Regions from separate parts of the Mus musculus genome. Here region 1 is linked to region 2. The links are chromatin contacts, called in public Hi-C maps. All regions are on one chromosome and are shown on one strand. Each heading gives the region's core, a stretch centred on a gene start, on an enhancer-like site or on the middle of the called end of the contact. The rest is flanking DNA. Distances are from core to core; before and after follow the strand shown. Region 1 has its middle 81 kb from the start of Gm31641. Region 2 has its middle 66 kb from the start of Gm31407.

Evidence for each region. A called contact is a pair of places that touch in the nucleus more often than the background predicts.
Region 1: a contact with region 2 is called in a Hi-C map of cerebellar granule neurons, with 2.4 times the contacts expected there. The contact joins two enhancer-like sites. A contact is called at or near these places in 6 of 484 Hi-C or Micro-C datasets (cerebellar granule neurons, cortical neurons and embryonic stem cells).

Annotation. Positions count from the first base shown.
Region 1 is chr16:95,337,329-95,344,615 of GRCm38.p6, reverse strand. No RefSeq gene overlaps it. Among named protein-coding and RNA genes, the nearest start is that of Gm31641, 81 kb to the right of the region's middle. Within about 2 kb of position 3,010, at least 55 of the 459 cell types and tissues checked have an H3K27ac peak or open chromatin away from gene starts, as enhancers often do. A contact at or near this core is called in cerebellar granule neurons, where this site is marked.
Region 2 is chr16:95,060,177-95,067,389 of GRCm38.p6, reverse strand. No RefSeq gene overlaps it. Among named protein-coding and RNA genes, the nearest start is that of Gm31407, 66 kb to the right of the region's middle. Within about 2 kb of position 3,094, at least 2 of the 459 cell types and tissues checked have an H3K27ac peak or open chromatin away from gene starts, as enhancers often do. A contact at or near this core is called in cerebellar granule neurons, where this site is marked.

The DNA.
Region 1 (7,287 bases), core at 1,761-4,260, 280 kb before region 2:
TCCCTCCCTCCCCTCTTCTCTCCCCTCCCCCTTACCTCCCTCCCTCCCCTCTTCTCTCCCCTCCCCCTCCCCTCCCTCCCTCCCCTCTTCTCTCCCCTCCCCCTTACCTCCCTCCCTCCCCTCTTCTCTCCCCTCCCCCTCCCCTCCCTCCCTCCCCTCTTCTCTCCCCTCCCCCTCCCCTCCCTCCCTCCCCTCTTCTCTCCCCTCTCCCTTCCCTCCATCCCTCCCCTCTTCTCTCCCCTCCCCCTTCCCTCCCTCCATCCCCTCTTCTCTGACATTTTGTCACCTGATTTGGCTTGCCCTCTCCTCCACTTTGTGCTCCATCAGTGCCAAAAGGTGGAGGATTCTCCGCTCTGGATTGCAGTGCGTGTAATAGACCTTCCTCACATCTGAACCCGAGCAGAGCCGGAACGTGTCAGCATGTGTCCCTACATGTATGTCTCTGGGCTCCTGCCTGTATGAGTCAATTTCATGCAATACTGTCTAGCTCACACTCTGTGGGGAAGAGAGTGAATATAGTTTTTCTTTAATTAGAAAATGACCCTAAAGAAGAAGAAGCAAGGAGAAGCCCTGGCTGGGCAGATTCACTTATGGTCACCAGGCTGTGCGGAGGGGGGGGGGGGGGGGACGGGGACGGGGACATGGCAGTCATTGGAACTATGCCTCTTGCAGATTGTCAGGCCTCACCTTCCAAGATCCAGTCACTGTCTCCATGTGAGGCAAGGAGAACCATATCACTAGACAGAAAAACTGGGAAGGTCGGGCAGATTAAGAAATCCCAGCAAGTCTCACAATTGATAACAGAAGGCGATTGAATCTGCTCCCAATCCAGTTCCTGTGCCGGAGCACGTGACCACGACACCCCACTAAGAAGACCGTGGCAACTGGTCATGTAGCTTAGAGCCTAGAGTTCTCCATGCTAATGGGGTATCTAGACGGGCCGCCTCAGGGTTTAGCCAATAAGGTTCCCTTTCCCAGACATTCCCTCCTGCAAAAGGTATTTAACCTCTGGTCCACCCTGAGTAAGTTGTATGCATCCATTTTTCCACTATGAATAAACAATTTGAACAAGCAAGGACTGTCTCTCTCATAAGACCTGATGTGGGGAAAGGCCTTCATTACAGAGTCACACGGCGCAGAAGGCCCCTGAGCTCTAGACGTTCACTCTAGGCTAAGTCAGATTCCCCACACCCTCCAACCCTAGGCTCAGCACTGGCCTGAGGGGGCCCATTCCCATCTCATGAAGTCCAGCAGCGTCTGGGTGCCTGGGAGCTTTGAGAACCACAGCCTTGGCTCCAGCCTGTGCGGTTTCTCACCGGGGTTGGGGTCCCCATCTTAGGCTGCCTTCCATCTTCCCTGAGCGAGTATCAAGTGTTCCAGACACCCAGATGGTGATGAAGATGGAACGTAGCCTAGCGCCCCTGCATTTTGTCTTCCGGAGCGGCGTTCACACACCCCAGCGGCGAGGCGGAACATGGACCCACATCTCCACTATATCACTGGGCTTTCCCTATGGGACTTGCTACTCCACTGAATAACAGGGCAGAGGGGCAGTCTCTGAGGGGAAGAGAGCCAGCCCAAGTGGCCCAGTGGTGCTGCCCTCAGGGTTTCCAGTAATAGCAGAGACCAATTCTTTGATGCCCTCAGGAAGAGCATGATGGCAAGACATCTCTGTGGTCACAGACTTGTGGTTCTTCACAAAGCGTGGGTCTGGACTCCCAGCATCCTTCAGTCTGTGTAGGTTCATTCTCTATTGCTCCATCAGACGCCTGCAATTTTAAAGGGCTGATTTCTCTGAGTGAGAGAGTGCGGGTAGAAAGGAGACCTTCGCGTAGTAGAGCACCGTGAAGCTGCGGTGTGACGCTCTCCCACAGAGCCTATTTCCCTGTTTGGATAACGGCAATTTATTATTCCATTGCCTTTAAAGATGGAGTCCATCATTCCGATTAATTTAACTGGGGAAATGTATGCATGTGATCTAATGGAGCAAACAGGCATGGGGAATGATTTTAGTCAGACTGCCCGGAATGGTCTTATTTTAACACAGTACATAATGGCCTCTGCTCACTTAGTAGCCAATTGTTAAACGAGGTGGCCAAGGAAACTGAGTCTGGCCAGGCAGAGAAGAGGCTGGTCCTATCTCTAGTTCTGCTGTAGGCTCCACCCTTGCTCCCAGGTGCCCCCAGCTGAGTCTGAAAATAGGGTCCTGGTTTCTGGGTGTCTGACTATTCCGGGTGGCTTCTGCAGTCAGCCTTGTTATGGACAAGGAAACTGAGGCGACAGGGACTCTCACCTGCCTAAGTCACCACGTCGAAACAGAACATTGACTGGAGGTGGAGTTCTCAGTTCCGGGGCCAGCACCTAACTGCCTTGCCACAGAGCTTTGAACAGTCTGTGAGATGAAAGGGCCCTCTACTGGAAGGGGGAGCATAAAACACTCACAGAGTCCTCACTATAGAGGCTGCGCTTAATCAGACAGTCAGGGAAAGGCTTGCATTGGGAAACAGAAGGAAGACACGCAAAACCCCGGTAAAGAGTGATTACCAGAGGCTGAGATAGAATACATACAGAATTAAAGCACTAGCTCAGTATGCGTAAGACTCTGGCTATATCCCAGGAGGTACAGGAATATAAGAGGAAAAACTGCAGGTAAGGTAGCTCGTGCCTGTTGATCCCAGCATTTGGGCAATGGAAGCAGGGGTATCAGGAGTTCAAGGTCACCCTCTGCTACACAGCAAATTCCAGGTCAGCCTGGCTGGAAAAACTAAGAGTGAGAGGAGATTGGAAAATGACAGAGGAAAAGAAAAGAAAACTGTTAGAGCCTTGAGGTTCCAAGATTGGCGCAAGACACACTATGCCTGCCGGAAACCAGCTTTCTTCCACGGGGACGTCAATACCGCGATGTTCCAGAAGGTGGTGCCAGTGTTTCCTAAACCAGCTCAGCACCTCCGGTAGCACTCTTTACCCTTATCCCATCCTTTGTGGGTAGCTTTGGTTTTAAACAGAAAAAGCCTTCGCCTCAACCCCAGGCTGTGGGGAAAACACGCCCTCTGCTGGCGGACTCAGACCGTGTGTGTGTGTGTGTGTGTGTGTGTGTGTGTGTGTGTGCGCGCGCGCGCGCGTACAGTGCACCCAAGCTGTGCTTTGACAGGAGGATCTGGAGACAGGGAGGTTGAAGGGAACCCAGACCTGGGAGCAAGCCCAACTTCTCTCAGCCAAGGCTCTCTGAATAGATGGTTGTTATTTTAGTCCCTACTGCACAGGCCAGAAATGAAGCTCAGACAGGACGCAGCCTGCTAAGGTGGCAGGCCCATCCAGAGCGAGGCTGGCAAGCCTGGTCTTCCCAGCCTGCTGTCAACAACCCACAAAGCTCCTTGTGTACCCAGTAGTCAGTGCGTTCAGAATGTCACCAGAGGGGGATGACGGAAAAATCCCAGTGCTAATTTGTCTTCGTAGTGTTTGCTTTTGTCCTGAAGGCGGAAGCTGATCCTATTAATTGAGGGTTTCAATTAGTTGCACTCAGGCTAACTCTAGGTTTAGTGCGATCCCTTCCCCTTCCCGATCCCCCAGTGACGAAGTGCCTGTAATCTCCGAGGCTTAATATCCTTTACAGGAACTGTGAATAAGCTTGAGTTTTAGGAAGAGGAAGGCAGTGAAAAAGGAGGCCTCTCATTCCAAGGTCCTTAGTCCCACCCTGCAGTGTCATCCACTGGCTAAAGCTTTAGATGTTAAAGATCAGGCTGAACGTGAAATCTGTCTCTCTGTCTCTGTGTCTCTCTCTCCTCCCTCTCTCTCTCTCTCCTCTCTCTCTTTCTCTCTTTCTCTCTGTTTCTCTTTGTATCTCTCCTCTCTTCTCTCTCTTTCTGTCTCTCGCTTTCTCTGTGTGTCTCTCTGTCTGTCTCTGTCTCTCTGTGTGTCTTTCTCTCTCTTTTCCCTTTCTCGCTGTATCTTGCTGTCTCTGTCGCTCTCTGTGTCTCTCTGTCTCTCTCATCTCTTCTCTCTCCTTTCTCTCTTTCTCTCTCTGTCTCTGGCTCTCTGTCTGTCTCTGCATCTCTCTCATCTCTGTGTGTCTCGCTGTCTCTGCCTTTCTGTATCTCTCTCCTCTTTTCTCTCCCTGTCACATCCTACTTCCCCAGTCTCCCACTCTCTCTTCTCTCTATCCCTTTGTCCATTCCTTCCATCTTAATCTCTTTCCCTCACTGCCTCCTTCTGTCTTCTCTGCATCCTTTTATTTCTTTACCTCTTCCTTCTTCCTAAACTCCTGTGTTCTCCTTTCTCTTCTTTCTCCCATTTCTCTCCTTTCTTCTTCTCCCCTCCTTTCTTCCTTCCTTTGTTTCTCTCTTCCCTCTGTCTGTCTGTCTTTTTTTCTCCAAGGTACTGACTGGTAGGGAAGGTACAGTTACCACAGCTGACACCGAGGAGACCAAAGATTCTTAGAGTTTAATGTGCCCTGAAGGAAGTAGCTTTAAGATCTTATAAAAGACAGACTCGGGTGTGGGCCCAGGGTGAGCCTGAGGTCTTTCTTGTCTGGCAAAAGCTCCTGAATGCTTCTGAGCCAGCAGTCCAGGCGACAAGGCATGTGGCGCTATCAGAGGATGCAGTGTAGTGTGGAGGGGCTAAGGGGCTTCTGACTGTTGTTAATGAAGCCTGGCTCTAGAGGGTAACCAGAGGCTCCATGACAGCTACTTTCAACCAACTTCTCTGAAACCAGCAGCTTTGAGCATGGCTGTTGGGAATGCTTTGAGATCAACAGGCTCTCGTCAAATCAGAGTGGGGATGGGAGGGCCAGAAATGTAGGAGGACAGGGCGAACAGCTGTCACTCTCTTAGGAATCTTCTCACTGGATATTGGGTATGTCAGTTAACTACCCATTACTGTCATAAAATACCTTAAGCTGATAACCTTACAAAGAAAAGAAATTCACTGGGAAGTTGCAAGTCTAAATAGCCTGGTCCCAGCTCAGGTGAGTGTTCTCTCAACTGTATTCCAACATGGAGAACAGGTTCTTTGCAGAGGCATCTGTAAAAGAACGTGGCGAGGTGAGGAAACCAGAGACACACCAAGGAAGGCCAGGCTTGGTCTTCTAAAATACCCTGCTCCTTACAGGAAAACTGCACCAACCCCCTCTCAAGAGCAGAACCCTCTTGAGATTACATCCCTGACATTTGGTCCATGAGAGGATACACTTAAACCCCAGCAATGGAGGAAGGAGGGTGACTGGCTTGTGCTGTCTCAGAGAGGACTTCACCCAGGCCCTAGGTCCTCTTAACCAAGAGAACCAGTTGACACTGCACATGTGACCCTAGGGTTGTTTCTACTGTGCTGGGCAATCTCAGGGGCAGCCCTGGGTGCATCTGGTTTACTGGGTATGAATGCCCCTGCCGCCTCCATGAGTAGCTCCCTCTAAGTCAGGCTTGAGGCTTTTCCTTCAGTCTGGCTCACTTGGCCATAGGTGCTGCTGGGTGGAGCTCTGAGTTTACCCTGCCCCTCCTTTACATTAGCTGGCCCACAGCTCCAGGTATGGGTCAGTACTGAGCCCCGAGATGAGACCTGGGTCCTCCTCGTGGCCACTTGCCTCCCTGTCACTGAGCAGTGTTACTCGGACGGTACCTTCTTTTAGATCATCTATTTATTCATTGATTATTTGCCAGTATATATCACAATTTGAGCATGTTCCTCAGGCCCCCTCCAACCCACCGCACACCCCCCCATCATTCCAGAAAGAACTTAGTGTCAGGACTGGTCTCTGCTCAGCCCTTACTCGGGCCTCTTCTCACAGATGTTGACAGTCACTCTACAGGGACTCTGTGCTTCCTGGTGCCAAGGCCTCACTTGAGAACAGAGTCTGCATCAAAGAGGTGCCTCATGCTGTTCTCATATCCTTCCTGCCTCCACCCTAGGAATCAGGGTGGGCTCTTGGCTCTTCCTAGGAGCCTCTGCCACCCTCACAAGGTATAGGAAGCACTCTCTTGACCCATGTGGGCTTTGAGTGTCTCAGAGACCATCCTGACATCTCTGGTGCTGGGGCCTGAACTTTTCTCAGACCCCCCAACGTGCTTTTTTTCCCTCTGTCTGTTCGTGTTCTTATCCCTCTGTCTGTCTGTCTATGATGTTAACTCTTCCAGTAACTCTTGTATTCTGAAGTCTCATGTCCTCTTGAACTACCTGAGCCCCATAAAACATAGCACTCTCTTTTATTTCCAGCTTCTTCACTGGTTAGTTTAATTCATGTTCCCTACACTTACCCTTACACACACACACACACACACACACACACACACACACACACACGTAAAACACACATATGCACACACATATATATCACATATATAACACACATATCACACACATATAACAATATATATAACATATATATAACACATACAAACTACACACACATATATAAAACACACCACACACACACACACACACACACACACACACACTCACGAGGTTTTATGTTTTTTTAAGGTCTAAGGACCACTAGTGAGATAAAATAAATTAGTCTTCCTGAGAATGATCTAATTCACTTAATGTAATGATCTCAAGTTTCATGCATTTTTTCCTGTAAATAGCGTAACTTTATTCTCCTTCAGTGAGTGAGTCATGTTTCTCTTACCCAGCCCTCGGCTGATGGACACCTAAGCTGGTTCCAGAGCTCAGCTATTGTGCTGTGGAGAACTCTTTAATTTGTCTTGGACTTTGGCTCAAGTATGTCTCTTGTTCCATCTGTCAGTCATCTTTTTAATGCCATATCAAGACCGAACTCTCCTGCTTATTCTGACCCTTTCTGACCCTTTCTTTGGCTCTCAGAAAAGGCTACCAAGAAAACCCAAACACCTATTATCTGAAGAGCTTGTGTGGCCTGCGCTACTCTGATGCCAAGTCACCCGCATCTCCCAGGAAGAGGTCCTGTGGCTGCTCTCATGTGGCTCCAGCCCCCTCATCCTGGCGAATCACCCATCTAGAGCTCCTTCACCCTCTATTTCTTTTCTGGAGTTTATACCTTCATCCAGAACCAACATCAGCATCCCTGGCACAATCTCTTGAAAAAGTCCCCCTCTGACTTTCCAAGGCCTCATGAGCATCCTCTCATGATGACAGAGAGCCTGAGCATTCTTCCCAGGCAAGGCAGGGTCCACTCATGCCAGGACCTTCAGAGTCCATCCCAGTGCCCGGTGCTGTGCAGGTGAATGGCTGACTAACTGAGAGGAAGACTGGCCAAGTAAGAACGGTCTACTGACCTTGGTTGAATCTGGGCTCTACAAATTGTCACCCTTCTTCTGA
Region 2 (7,213 bases), core at 1,845-4,344:
TCACAAGCTGTGGTAAGATGTAACTGTATTCAAGTGGACTTGGAATCAGAAGTATTTATGAGGATCTCTCGGTCCCCTAATCAAAAGACAACTTTGGTGGCTAATCATTTGTTATTGGCTTCATATATATTTAAAAGAACAGTAGAATTCACCTTTTTGCCAATGAAGAGTTAGTTAAATGAGAAATAAATACCTGATATCAAAGAATCAGTTGTTTTCCCTTGAATAATTGACTACCAATTTAAAAAACATGATCGTGAAGACTTTTACATCACAATAGTAACAAAATGTAGTCGTCAATGAGAAATATGTAAATAAATATGTGTAATCTCCCTTGTTGGTTTTGACAAAACACTTGGCAAGAAAACCCTAGTGAGAAAGGGCTTTATTTCCATTGACAGTTTGAAGGCCTGCAGTCCACCATAGCGGGACAGCATGGTAGCGGGGCTGTGAGACAGCTCAGCATTCAGTCCACCATCAGGAGACAGAGAAGGAATGTTGGCGGTCAATCTGCTTCCTACTCTTTATCCAGCCTGGGCTCCCAGCCCATGAGTTGTCCTGACATAATTGGGTAGATCTTCCAAGGGGCTTCTCACCCTGGTGATTCTATGCCCTGCAAGTTGATAAATACTAACCATTGTAACATAAGAAAGACTGTTCAGAGCCCATATGAGGAAACACTTTAAACTTCATGGACTACCATAATATGGACTTTCATCTTCCTAGGTAAGAAGACTCGATATAACAGAGATGTCCATTCTCCAAATTACACATTCAACCCAACAAAGTCTTTTTTTGGTGATAAAAATATTTATGTTATAGTTTTTAAATGCCCTGTGCTAGGACACCTTTTCTGAAAAGTATTCTTTAACAATTCTGTAAGCATCTATAAGGTATTCTGTCATGTCCATGCCCACTACCCTCTTCTCTTCCTAAGGAGCCTCCTCCTGATTTGCTAACTATGTGCAGTTTAATTACAGTGATTTGCACTTTTGAAATGGAACTGGATCAATAATAAAAGAAATCTTGAAAAATAATTGATTTGAAAAATGAGTGTCAAAGTCTATCAGATATTGAGAATATCCGTTAAGTAATAGTAACTTAGCAAGCAGTTATTCAGGATGAAAACTCGGCACTCAGCAGAGAGAAAAATGGAGCAGAAAAGATCATGTAGAGCAGCCCTGAGCATAAAAATGAGAATCCATATATTATAAAAGAAGGCTGAAAAATTCATCACAAAAAGAAAAATAGTAATTTTTGAAGGAGAGTAGAATAACTAGTTAAATATTTAGAGAGGAAAAAATTGAAACTCCAACTTCATACTGCTCTCTAAAACAAATTCCTAGTGGATTCCAAAAACTGTCAATAATGAAAAACCTTCATAAAATTTTTTTGATCTAGAGATGAGAAAGCAAACTTCTGATTCCGAGACATAATGAAGGAAAAAGTCATAAAGATTGAGACATCCATACATCAAAAATATGAAAAAAAGTTAAAGGACAAAACGAGACAGAAAATGCATCAGAAACATCACAGATAAAATGTTCAGAGTATGAATATATAAAATATTTACAATCCAATAAAAACAGGCAAGAATCATGCCCAATTAGCCTGAAATAGTCAGCCTTGCTCAAATCAAGATATTACCTCTTATCCGTCAAATTAAATTTTCTTCCACTGATAACTTCCACTCTTTCAGTGCTACGAAGAGATTCTTCTTCATGAAGAAGCTTTGAACTCACACAAGTTCTCTAAGCAAGCAGCTGAGAGCGTGACTCCTTGGCCATAAAGGAGCATCCTTGGGAAGGAAGCACCGAGTTCTCCAGAAGAGTTAAAGGTGACCCATCGTTGATTGCTGAGTTGACCATTTAAGCTGAAACTACCTGAGGAAGTATAACTGATGTAAGGGCCATTTGGTCCATCTTCTACATGTGATACACTCTGAAGATTCTTCTAGAAGGGACATCCCTCGGTTACCAAGCAAGAAAATAGATTTTTATCATCAGATCTCATCACTAGAGTTGTAGTAACCTGTATAAAAGAAATTCACTTGGGTAGCTATTATCATCTACTGCACGTTATGCCCCCAGTGTGTCTAATGATGCCCCCAATATGTCTAAATTCTGAATGTCATTCACAGATTTCCTGCATTTATTTTGTTAAAAATGTGTAAGAAACTTGTGATGTTCCCTTCTTCAGGCCTCAACACTTGTGAAGATTCCAGTACACATGTAAATATGCTACAACCTCTGAGCTATACTCTTACTACACAGCTGTATATGAACTTGGCTCCTAGGTCTAGATGCGCTCACAGCACACATAAAAGTAAAAGATGCCACACAGGATACCCCAGCTCATCACCTTCCATCCCAGGGACCACTGGTAGTGACTTCAGCAGCATTTGTATACCCATTAAAAGGTCAGTTTATTTCAGTAACTGAATCGTCAAAGACTCAGCACTAAGCTCACCCCTACTCCATCCACCACAGTGAGACCACCCCCACTCCACCCACCAAATGAACCCACACTCACTACAATGAGAACCTTCACTGGGAGGAAGCCTACACCTGAACTTTCTATGAACGAGGGCTGAGATCTGCTTTAGATAAACTTTCAAGGTTAAAGGCTGGAAGATAGTCCCTGCAGTGTCTCTCCATCTCTCCCGTTCTTCCTCCTGATTATCTTTCCCAGTTCTTTCCAGACAGACACCATCCTTCAGGCTAGTTCCTCTATAAGTCCATGGCTCCATGCCCACTCCACAGGCTTTCTTTCTGCAGGCAGTGGCTTGTAGGAGTTACGTCTCCAACCTGAACAGGTTCCAGCCTCCTGGCCCAACCATCTGTCCCTTCTGTCAAGGTGGTGGAAGTCGCCGGGACGTCTTGGCTTGCCAGACCCCCCTTGAGATGCATATGCTTTGCCTATACTAACATAATATATAATGTGTGATCATCAAGCTGGGTAATTTAGAAATGATTTTAAGGAAAGGAAACTCATTTTGGTTTTAGGGCTTTTCATTGGAACCATCTTAAAAGCAGTAGCAAAAGAAATCACTGCTCTTCTTTCAGGACAGAAAAAAACTGAGAGCCTCAGTGTGGCCAGGCTGCAGGAGCCAGACCAAGGTTGCATGGGCTGGGTTTCTGTAACCGTGATGAAGCCCCATGACCGAAAACAACTTAGCGAGGAAATTGTTTATTTAGCTTACACTTCAATATCACTGTTGATCATCAAAGGAAGTCAGGACAGGAACTTAAACAGGACAGGAATCTGGAGTCAGGTGATGATTCAGAGGCCATGGAGGGTGCTGCTTACTGGCTTGCTCCCCATGGCTTGCTCATCTTGGCTTGCTCAGCCTGCTTTCTTATAGAACCCAAGACCACCAGCCCAGGGATGGCATCACCCACAAGTGGCTGGGCGCTCCCCCAATGATCACTAATTAGGAAAATGCCTATAACCCTATCTACTCTAGACCTTTTCTCAATTGAGGATTCCTCCTCTCAGATGACTTTAGCTTGTATGAAGTAGAGGAAGACCATCCAGCACATGGGAGAGGGAAGAAGAGTGTTGTGGACCAGCTCCACCTCTGGTCTACAGTGAAGGCAGCACTCCGACCCGGTGAGGTTCATGCTGCTCTTCCACACATGGGACTCAGACCTCTGCGTCCCTCTTCTGATGGGTGCAGGGTTAAAGCCTGAAGCCTTTGTCGCCATCTGATGTCATCTCTGTTGTGCTTTAAGAGCTTCTACCCTGCCCATGGTGTTATTAGACATTTCTCTCTTTGCTCAATTGGAAAGCATGTTGAATGGATAGGAAGCGCTATGCTCTGCTTCAAGAAGCATCAGTTGTTTGGAAAGGATACTTACAGTCATGACAAAAAACATATGGAGGGCTTTGCTCATCCCAAGAAAACTGGAGAATAGAATGAGTTTAATAAATATCTATTTCCATCCCAGACTCCATCATGAATTTTATCTAAACTGGAGTTGGCAAGCATTTCATGTAAAGGATGAGACAGTAACTCTTTTAGGACTTTTGGACCATGCATTTGCTATAACAGTAACTCAACTCTTTTCTGCAGCAGGAAGGGAGCCAGAGAAGGCCCACTAAACAAAGATTTAGCATCCAGAGCAGGGGGGAGCAAGACACACTCATGTGGGGCTGAACTAGAGCCAAAGCCAGATAGCTTAATAGAGAATAAGACTTCCCACCAGAGAGTAAGTGGGGAACACTCAAGAAACATCTGCTCTTCTTAGCGGAATACTTTAATTAATTGACTTTCACAGGATAAGAAAGAATTTGTCCTTGATAGGTTGTGTGAGAAATGCAGCTTGTACATATTGCCTATATTTAATAATGAGGACAAAACTTCAGACATGCTAAGTACCAGAGGGATTCTCAAGAACACACAATGTGAACAGCATCAGGTGATAGTGAAGATACCCATGGCTTTACCTGGAGAGACAAGATCGAGTCCACTTACCCCAGACAGAGCACCCACAACAGACCAAAAGAACAATCCCACCACAGTGGACTTGGTGAAACAATGGGTTTATGGATTTACTGACAGAGCAAGGGTGACAGGTGTCTTACAGAAGCATGGATGGCAGCATCACACACAAGATTACCCTAGTGTGAGGGACCACTCACTAAGACATATCTGGACCTCCCTGCCTTACAATGGGTGCTTCAAAGTCTGTTCTCCCGAAACACTTCCTACTTGTACAACCTTAGGGAGGGGTATTTAACTTTGTAATTTCAGGAACTTCCTGACTCTTAAAAGTTTTGTTGACTCCTTGGGTCTTAAGAGATCCCCTCCAGGAGGAAGTTGTTTAAGTTGGAGGAAATAGCTACACAATGTTGGATCTAAATATCTACAGAATTTATGTTCTCCTTTATAACTTTTCTGCAGACAACACAGAAGCAATTACTTAAAACCATCCATTTGTTACACAAACTAAAGTACACCAGAGTGGAGGAGCGTCGGTATGATACAGCTGTCTGTGTGGTAGCAACCGAACCAGGAAGCTAGAAGTAATTTTTATGGGTGAATCAAAATAGCTAAATGTTGAATTCCTTTAATACACAGATCTTAGAGACAGCCAAAAGTGTGGAATGTGAAAATAATGGAAGGGATTGAAACACATATCAAAGAAATCATCTCTACTCAACTCTTAGTTTTGAGGAGCACAAATAATATCCAGTGATACTAATTAGATATCAACATTTTAAATGCTCAGCTAAGACCAAACCACACTTTATAAATATTAGAAACAGAGCTATGTGACAATGACCAGATAGACATAACAGAAAGCATTGCCAATGTGTTTTGCTGAGGAAAAGTCATTATTCAAACGATGAAGCAATGTCACCGCTCACACCTGGAGCCCTGGCATAAATATACAGAGCCCCACTGGGAGATGATGCAGCCACCATCACCATAAGGGGACCCGGGGACTAGACCTCACTCAGCTCTTACATGCCTAGGCTTGACCCTCACTCCTATGACTCCTCTATCAGCACACAGCTCAGGACATCTAGATACATGTACCATGGACAGCTGTGAGCAGATATTCTACCATGTAATACTGTGGGTGCCAGTTTGAGATGAGAAGCAGTTGTGGCCATAGCAACTGAATATGTGTCTAGACATGGGGAGGTCAAAAAGAGGTCAGCTTAAAGGAAAGAGAGGGGAATGAGAGACAGCTGCACTGAAGTCCCCAAGCCCAGCGACCTACAGGGAGACAACTCAGGAAACAAGACAGATAAATGTAAGGCACCATGAGTTAACCACATAGTAGTTTCTCAGCAAAAGCAGGTGGCAGCTCATTTGCTTCTCAACCACCCAAGTTATGTTTGGGACATTGTTTTTAAACTGAACAATGACAGAAAAATAAGCTGGTGAGTTTTCATATATGTATATACATACATACTCATGGTGTAGTGCTTCAAAGAGAGTATAAAACTATTCCTATTCCTTCCCATGAAATACCTTAAATACCTGACTTTCCATGAATAAATGATACCTGGTAGTGGGAGTACACGTCTGATCATCACTGAGGGATGGGGACCATTGAGGGATGGGGGCCTGGGGGCCATTGAGGGATGGGGGCCATTGAGGGATGAGGGCCACTGACATACAAGAGCACCCAGACTCCCAGCACCTGTGGTGTGAATACTCTAATGGGTGAGCAATTTCAGCCTGACAAAGAGACATGTATTATAGACACAGCAATGACACTTTAATTGCCTGCTCAATTTTGGGTTAGTGAACTGAGACAGCAGAACCCAGTTGTCATGAGAGGACATGCAGTGTTCTCCTGGTCTTGAAAACCTAGTGCCCTGAAGAACTCTCACCAGCCTGGATATTTTCAGAAGACTGAGTTGCTACACTTACCATCAATATTCAATTTTTTTCCTCATATAATTTTACTATAATCAAAATTAAACTGGAACAGGTAGTAAAATTTTGCATTATTTTACTATGGAAAAACATAATACATTTCTAAAACTTTCTGAAATTATAGCCTCCACTGAAAGACCACATCTATCGCAATTTAACAGGAAAAATAAATCAGTAACCAAGTGCTGACTGCCTGCATGTTTTAGTCAGGGTTTCCATTGCTGTGAACAGACACCATGACCAAGGCAACTCTTATAAGGGAAAACGTTTAATTGAGGATAGCTTACAGGTTCAGAGGTTTGGTCCATTATCATCAAGGCAGGAAGCATGACAGTGTCCAGACAGACATGGTGTTAGAGAAGGCCCTGAGAGTGCTACATCTGCATCTAAAGGTCGCTAGAAGAAAACTGGCATGGCAGCTAGGAAGAGGGTCTCCAAGCCTTCCTCCAACAAGGTCACACCAGATTTATCAAGGTCACACTCAATAAGGCCACACCTAATAGTGCCACACCCTGGGCTAAGCATATTCAAACCACCACACTGTATATAGCTACATTTCATTTTGGTCCTTGTTCTTTTCTGGCCAATCTTGGACCAAGATGGAGGCTAAAACTACAATTCCTGCATTTTCTTTGTTAGAAGTGGGTTTATAACACACAAGTTCTGGCCAATGAACTATAACAAAAGTTTAAGCATCATTTCTAGAAAATACATTCCCTCCATATTCAAGATCTAGAGGAAGAGAAACCTTTCCCTACTTTTAGATTTTTAATACTCATATTTACGCATTTTATCCTAACTGTGAAAACAGTGTGA